2 separate regions of the Ovis aries genome follow, and region 2 is linked to region 1. A link is a contact called in public Hi-C data. All regions are on one chromosome and are shown on one strand. Each heading gives the region's core, a stretch centred on a gene start, on an enhancer-like site or on the middle of the called end of the contact. The rest is flanking DNA. Distances are from core to core; before and after follow the strand shown.

The links. Hi-C and Micro-C count contacts between places; a contact is called where the count stands out from the background.
Region 2: a Hi-C map of liver shows a contact between it and region 1, with 10 times the contacts expected there. The contact joins two enhancer-like sites. A contact is called at or near these places in 9 of 16 Hi-C or Micro-C datasets (blood, hypothalamus, liver and 4 more).

The regions. Positions count from the first base shown.
Region 1 is chr3:17,147,588-17,151,645 of ARS-UI_Ramb_v3.0, reverse strand. No RefSeq gene overlaps it. Among named protein-coding and RNA genes, the nearest start is that of RNF144A, 380 kb to the right of the region's middle. Within about 2 kb of position 2,150, at least 5 of the 54 cell types and tissues checked have an H3K27ac peak or open chromatin away from gene starts, as enhancers often do. A contact at or near this core is called in liver, where this site is marked.
Region 2 is chr3:18,203,964-18,208,021 of ARS-UI_Ramb_v3.0, reverse strand. It overlaps ID2 (inhibitor of DNA binding 2), which reads right to left. Exons shown (of 3, transcript XM_004005671.4): 3 at 3,270-4,034. Among named protein-coding and RNA genes, the nearest start is that of ID2, 3.7 kb to the right of the region's middle. Within about 2 kb of position 2,156, at least 14 of the 54 cell types and tissues checked have an H3K27ac peak or open chromatin away from gene starts, as enhancers often do. A contact at or near this core is called in liver, where this site is marked.

The sequences.
Region 1 (4,058 bases), core at 901-3,400:
TATAATTCAATTTGTTAGGCTTCATAGGTCTCTAGATCATTTATCATCATCAGATAAATTATAAATATATTTTAAATTAAAGACTGGTCCCACAAGGGCAGTACTTTCTGTGTTACTCATTGCTGTACCTGGGATACCCACTATAACCACTCTCACACTGAATATATATTTATTCAATCAATATATGAAGTCTTTCACTAGTACTAATAGCTTATAGATTATAATTTTTTCTGTGTAGAACATACTTTATTTGTACTTAAGAGCAACTGTATTTGTTACAAGTACAAGGAAAAGAGGCTTTAACACATTTCCTTCCTACTGTCCTGTCCAACCCACATATTTGTTGCCATCAGTCGCTCAGCCGTGTTCATCTCTTTGTGACCCCATGGTCTGCAACATGCCAGGCTTCCTTGTCCTTCACTATATCCTGGAGTTTGCTCAAATTCCTGTCAATTGAGTCAGTGATGCTATCCAACCATCTGATCCTCTGTTGCCCCTTTCTCCTTTTGCCCTCAGTCCTTCCCAGCACCAGGGTCTTTTCCAATGAGTTGGCCTTTCACATCATGTGGCCAAAGTATTGGAGCTTCAGCTTCAGCATCACTCCTTTTAATGAATATTCAGGGTGGAGATGCCAAAACGCTTCTTGCTGGATGGTTGGGTGGCATCCTCAGATACTTGACACAGAAGCTTGGACTATAGTTCCGGGTGTGGTGTGGGTGCCACTCTCTCTCGGGCCCATGTATTCTTCCACGTCTATAAGGGTAGGCACTGCAGAGCACACAAAGATGAATGTCACCAGGACCCAGTCCTCAGGGAGATCCAGGACTAGGAGGGAGGTATCTTCAGCCGCATGAAGGACAGTTGCACTCGACAATGCCGTGGGGTCGTCCCTATACCTTAGAGCTGACTCAGAGCAGAGTCGTGGGTTGGGACACCTGAGGGCACCAAGATGGACCTGGCCGCGCTCAGGCGCGTGGAGCGCACACCTGCGATGACGTCACGCCTGGGCTCACCTGCCTGAGCGGCAGGCCTCCAGGGAAGCTCGGGCGGCTGGGGGAAGGCGTGCACCTGCCGCCGCCCCATACCTACGGAGGCCTTGCCAGTGCCCAGCCAACATAGGCGGGTCTCTGGGCCTTGGTTCTGTGTGTAAAATAATGATTCAAACCAAGCCCCATGTTGAGAGGACTAGGAGATGGATGGACCTGAAAGACATTGGCACTTGATACTTAGTAAAAACTCATTGATTATGAATCCTTGCTATTCATATTAAAGAGAAGCAAAATACCCTGGAGAAGCACCATGGCTACCCAGAAAGTTTGGGAAAAGTTTGGAAAGCACAGTCAGTTAAGCCAGGATTCTAAAGATGAATGAGATTCAACAGACAGGGACAGTTGTATGGATGCAGAAAGTTTTCCAAACCAGGGACTGGGCTGAGCAAAGGCGCTGGGCAGGGAATGCATAGTGGGTGTGAAGCTGGGTGGGGAGAAGTGGGGAGAAGCTGGGTGCTCCCGGAAGTTATCCAGCCAGTGGACAGAATCAGGGCGTGCACTCGGGATTGTCCAGGTTCGTTTGTCACCTTCCGAGTGTCCCGTGTGTATTTCTCCAGTGTGTCCAGGATTCTGGCTTTATGCACCATGTGAGAAGCCCTATATACCTTAGAGCTGACTCAGAGCAGAGACGTGGGTTGGGACACCTGAGGGCACCAAGATGGACCTGGCCGCGCTCAGGCGCGTGGAGCGCACACCTGCGATGACGTCACGCCTGGGCTCACCTGCCTGAGCGGAAGGCCTCCGGGGATGCTCGGGCGGCTGGGGGAAGGCGCGCACCTGCCGCCGCCCCACAAACGCTGCAGTGAGAGGCCGCTGATTAACATGCAGAGCCCCGCGAGAGGGCGAGGTGCCGCAGCTGGACAGCAGCTTCTCCCGGCCGTTTGAAAAAGCCTCTCTCACAGCTGGAGATAAAATAGCCCCGGTGCCACTGGCCGGCCATTGTGAACAGCAAAGGGTCCTTCTTCTGGCGGAAGCAGAAGTTCACCCAGCTGTCAAGGATTTGAAATGTAAAAACCCCAGGCCTCCTGGGGGAGGGGAGAGGACAGAGGCCACGTCAGAGGAAATGCAAGCTGCTCTGGGGGTTGAGGAAACCGTGGGCTGAGGCAGTTCACTTTGAGCAATCAATAAGGCTTTCAGAGAGCGGCGGAGAAAAAACAGTTCCGGAGAGAGGGCAGCGAGCTCTGGGCCAGGAACTGCTTCTATCCCTCCTGCTGGGGGTCTGCAGCCTTCGGGATCCCTGGCGCCAGGAGGCCAGACTGAGCTGACCGCAGTGGAAACGTGGTGCCTGGGTGTCTTACTCCTTTCTGCCCACCTCCTGCAGAAAGATGAAGTCCCAGACATCAGGAGAACCCTCAACACCTGCCTGCCCAGAGCCCCTAGGGGCACCCACCCTGGGCCCAGCCTCTCCACCCCTCCGTGTTTTTGCCAGTGCACCTTCCCTCTCATCCCCTTGATCTCTGGGCATCCTGCAAGCAAGTTCAGTGTCCTCTCTCGGTCTGAATTTCTGATCCCCACCCCAGGTGCCTCACATAGAATTAGGTCATTCTTCTATCTCCCCACAAACCTCTGCTCCAGCTCTTGTCACTTAATAGCTAAATACTCACTACTGGGCATTTTCAGACCCGGTGACCTCTGCTAGGAGGACTTGGTGACCGTACACCACTTTGTCCTAGGGAGTTTCCAGGCCAGACATGTAGACAGGCAGGTGACCGATAAATGCAATCGTATTGGGCATTCTCCAGTCCAGGTCCTCTGAGCCCTAAGAGCACATGACCCAGAACCTTGTGGCCAAGCAGGATGGCACCTCTGGGCCAGTGGAGAAAACAGAAATGCAGTGGCTTTCCTGTCCACCTCAGTGCCCTGAGCCGTTCAATGCTCCTATAAAACCGCAGGCTGGCCTCAGTCCCCTGAGGGACTTCCTGTCCAGTTGCATTCCTCATTTACCCATCTCTCTATGTGTCCCAGTGGCGCTCATGGTAAAGAACCTGCCTGCCAATGCAGGAGATGTAAGAGACACGGGTTCAGTCCCCAGGTCGGGAAGATCCCCTGGAAGAGGGCATGGCAATCCACTCCAGTATTCTTCTCTGGAAAATCGCATGGACAGAGGAGCCTAGCAGGTGATGGTCTATAGAATCACAGTCAAACATGACTAGAGTGACTTAGCACGCATGCATGCTTCATGTCCCCACCATAATAATTGAGTGTGCCGTCCTTGGGTCCCCTCTGCCCTTACCCCTGCTCAGTGGACTAGTTCAACTCTTTGTTCCTGGTATTAATTTAAGGCAGGTTTCATGATATTTGGGGGATCACTTTTAAGTGGAAAAAATTCTGCTCCTTGATGTCACAAAACCATATAGTAGTTAAATCATGGCTGGGTCCATTCCCATGTAGTAACAAACCTAGAAATGAGTGAACTTGAGGTGTCACCCCCAACTAGACCTGCAGGCTGCCTCCTGTTCTCTCTCTTGTCACTAGCTCCAATTCCTGGCTCCTTCAAGGATGGGGAGTTTGGAAAGGGAGAGGAGAGGTGATAAGAGGCCTTACTTGAATTCACCCAGAAGCCAGCACCCGCAGGCTGTGGCCCAGCAGGTGTTTGAGGCTGACCCGTTCTCACCAGGTGCTTTTGTGGGCTCTTCACAGTCTCTCCCTACTTCGGAGGACTCACACCCCCAGTTCTCTTGATGTGGGAAATGTAGCCCTATTTTTATCAATCAAAATTCAGACAGGAAAGCATAAAATACAGTAGCTATTTTAACAGATAAAATTTAACCTAGGAGATGGATTAGAAATCCCTTCTGGGAATGAAGGTTGGGACCCTGAGAACATGGAAGCTTGGGGGAGGACACTTGCAGAGCTGGAGCCCGGCCCTGCAATGAGGTGTTACTCACTGGTGTTCATGGTTCAAGAGCTAGAAGAACATCCCAGGAGTTGGGACTCAGACCTTGGAGGAGGGAGTGCTGCTTAGGGGAGAGGGAATAGAAACGTGGTTCTAGAAAGGTAGATGAAGCC
Region 2 (4,058 bases), core at 907-3,406, 1.1 Mb before region 1:
TGTGACCTCGGGCTGGTGCCACTCAGAGTGCCTGTGTCTGTGGTTGGCACTGAACACAGTACCTGCGCTGAGCTTCTCAACCCACCTCACAGCCCCTGTCTCAGATGATCTTTATGACGAACCAGAAAGACATCCGAAGTCTTGGCAGCGTCATCAACTAGAACAACGACACTTGGAGCCTGGAGGCGCCTACCCACCAGCACAGAAAGGGAGCGTGGGTGCCAAGTCAGGCTACTGACTCTCTGAATGGTCCTGGAGCCACATGCCCACGCTGTGGAGAGCGAGCCCCATAAATAATTAACATTGATTTTTTTTTTTTTTTGAGAAAAGCTCCACAGTACAGCTTCTTATGGACAAGAATGCTATTTCCTTTTCAATTCAGAAGCCTCTTCTCCATTCCAGTAGAACACTGGGCCGAGTTGCTCTGTCCACGAACAGCTGTGCATCTTTCCTCACTCAAGTCACCATCTCTGAACCCAGTTTCCACAGGATAGAAGATGTATGTCTGCCCACCTCAGAGGATTTATCCATGACTTTGAGGACTAAGAGTAAATGTAAACTGACATTTATTGTTTGAGGTTAGTGTGACCTTGATTCCAAAATTAGATAAGGTCTGCACAAGATACCACAGCTCTATTTCATTCTCAAAAATTCCAAGCAAAATATTGGCTGACAGAACGCAACAGTGTCTATAAAAAGTAACAATACGTTGTGTCCGGTAGGATTTTTATATCTGTTTTTTTAATTTATTTATTTTACTTTACAATATTGTATTGCTTTTGCCATCAGGTAGGATTAATTGCAGAAATAAAAGGGTAGTTCACATCAGAAAAATCGGTATCATATACTAGAGAAATAATTTCAATAAATATGGTAAAACTATCTTACCAAATTCACCCCCCAAATTATGATTTAAAATTCTCAAGAAATCCCTAACAATGGAAGGGTTCTTCCTAGAATGATAAAGACTATATATTACAACAAAATCCTAGAGTCAGGTCATCCATAAGGGATGGAGGGTGACCTGTGCTCCAAGGGCCAGGATAGGATAAGAATACCCACTCTCACTCACCCCTATTCCTTTAACACAGCATTGAAGATTCTGGCTAAAGTGCTTAAATAATTCAGAAAAATAAATAAATAACATTCAGTTAAACAGAAGCTTAAGGTAAGAGAAGGGAGAACGTTCAGGCTTTCTTTGGACTTCACAATTCATTTTTCTCCACAATCCCCTTATCATCTATTTGAGGCCAAGGATCACATCTGATACTTTTTTAAAAAATCCAGGACCCCACCTGGTGTCAAGTTGGTGGTAGATACTAGTTTGCAAAAGGGATCTTATCCAAGTTATGAAGTAGTAAAGATGAAATGAGTCGCATGTGGAAACCACTGTACATGTGCTAGAGAAGTAAGCTTGCAGGACACCATCCTTCATTTTCAAAAGGCTGCATCTCCCTGATGCCAATTTCGCTTCTAAGCCTCAAAGCCCCCCGCCCGCGAACGGCCCTCCTCGAGGCGGCCACCAGGTGGCGCCCGGCCTCCACCGGCCGGACCCGGAAAGAACCACTGGGCTCCGACGCCCCAAGTCCCCTCGGAAGGGCTCCCGTTTCCCGGACGCGGCTGCTCCCTTAGGTCGTCGATCGAAAGGCGCGAACTGCCCGCGGCTCCCAGCGACCGTGCGGGCCCGGCTCGCCCCACGCTTCCCTCGCAAGGCCAGGGAGCCCTCGCGGGAGGTCCCCTCCGTCCAGGTCAGACACCGTCTCGGTCCGAGCCGACTGCGGGCGGGGCACCGAGCCTGGGGTCTGCGCCCCCCGCCACCCGGAGGGAAAGGACGCTGGTGGCCAGCGACCTGGCCTGGCGCTTCCCGCCCTCGCCGCTCCCGGGTGCAGCCCCACGCGGAGTGGCCGATCGTGCCGGGCGCTGGAAGGGCGGAGGACGGGTGGACCGACGGCCGGGGCCAGTCCTGAAGGGCGGCCACGGTCGGAATAACCGGTTCCGGACGGGGGCCGCCGCCGGAGCCTGCCTCCCCGGGGGTATGATGACCCACGACAACAGCGACGGCCCCTGGATCCAAGGACCGGCCCACCTGCGGGCGAAGATGCGGTCCGGGGGCGGGGACGATGCGCAGCGCGCGGGTGATGCGCAGAGCTGGCCCGGCCGGCTGCACGGGCCCCACCCCCGCCCTGGAAGGGTGCAGGAGCCCGGCGATGCTGGGACCGCCGGTGCCCCCGCCCCCGCCCCGCGCTTGGGCCGCGAAGGATTCAGCGTCTGGTCCGGAAACGCCGCAGCCGCCCGGGGCGGACTCGCCGGCGCCACCCTTACACCTGCTCGGCTAGGCCTGAGAAGGTGGCCCCAGGTGAGACCCCCTCCACCCCACGCCCCATCCTCACCGGCCCGTCCTCCCCGCTCCTTCTCCAGGTCCCGTCCACCCCGGACCGGCCTTCCTAGCATCCTACCCCCACCCTCAAGCCACACGACCCAGCGATAAAGTGTCTTCCAACGTGAGAAGGTAGTATCAATATACGGGGATACAGATGAACTGTAAACACGTACCTACACCAGTCCCAGAGTTGCCACGTGAGGGATGCGGTGGACACAGCAATCGGATCCTTCCCTGCGCAGTCCAGGCGCAGCCAAGGGTGAAGGGCGATTTAAAGATTTAAACAGAAATCTGTCTCGGAGCCCCGGGCAGGGCCCAAGCCTCCGCCCCAGGCTGGGTGAGCTACAGGTGCAGGAGGGAGCTCGCGGCCATATTACAGCTTCACCCCCAGGGCAAAGGGGCCTTAGGAGCAACGAGTAGCATGGAGGGTTATTTTTTTTCTTTTTGCCCCACCTCTAAATCTTAAAATCAGGTTCAGAAATTCTGTGGATTCTTTTCTTTCCTGATTAACAGCAGTTTCATTTGCTGCAGAAGTGTCTTATCCACTCAGACAGGTCGTCCTCCAGATTCCACATCTAAAGTGCTAGGAGGCCCCACCACAGTAACTCTTGGGTTGGAAACCCCACCCCAAGGCACAGAGCTACTTTTTCCTTGACAGACTAAAAGAAACTTCTGGGTTTACAGACTCCCCAGGACAGTCAGCTTCCCTAAAAAGCAGCAACAGCCCTTTACCCCAGAGTGCTAGCCCTGACCACACATCTGTCTGATAAGGGCCTTCTCTGCACTGCAGATTCCAAGCCTTAGGGGTGGTAGAAGCGATGAAGGAGGAGGGATTAAATAAAATGGCGAGATAGAGACAGAATCTTAAAAATCATTCAGAATTCAGGCATTGACTTCAGACATGTTTTATTATAATCTTATACAGTCTACATAAATTTGAACTTGTATTTATTTGGGTTCAGTTATAACATAGCATAATAAAAATCAAAGCACTGGTCCTCTGAAATAAAGCAGGCAATCACCATTCAATAAACACACTTGATTTATTTTGTATAAAAGGGTTAAGTTTACAACTAAACTTTTATAAAAAGTTTAGCATGAATAAGTACATCATTACACTTTGTATGCAGAAATGTACATTTCTGCCACTATACAAGAAAACTCTAATTAAAGAGTTCACAAGGTTTCACTCAATATATATATATATTTATATATAAATATATACACAGCATTCAGTAGGCTTGTGTCAAAAAGGTAATTTCTGACCAAAAGACTTCATTTAAGTAACTGAATACTGATCCTTCTGGTATTCACGCTCCACCTTTGAAAAAAGGCAAAGTCTGCTTAAATTGGGCAATTCCTTGTGATTTTAACGTTTTCGCTCCCCATGGTGGGAATAGTATATAAAGAAAACCTTCCAACTGCAGAAAGGGCATTTAAAAGTCTTTTTCATAAATAACTAATATCACAGTCCAGGTCAGAAAACACCCTGGGGAAGTTGATCATTCTTAAGTTTTCCTTCCATTTTTTTTTTAAAGGTCCATTCGACTTGTTGTCCTCCTTGTGAAATGGTTGAAAAATAAGTTCAGCGCCTTAAAAGAGCCTGTGGATTTGTTGTTGTTGTTGTGCAAAGGGAAAAAAAAATCATGAACACCTGCAAGAGATCGGGAGAGAAAGG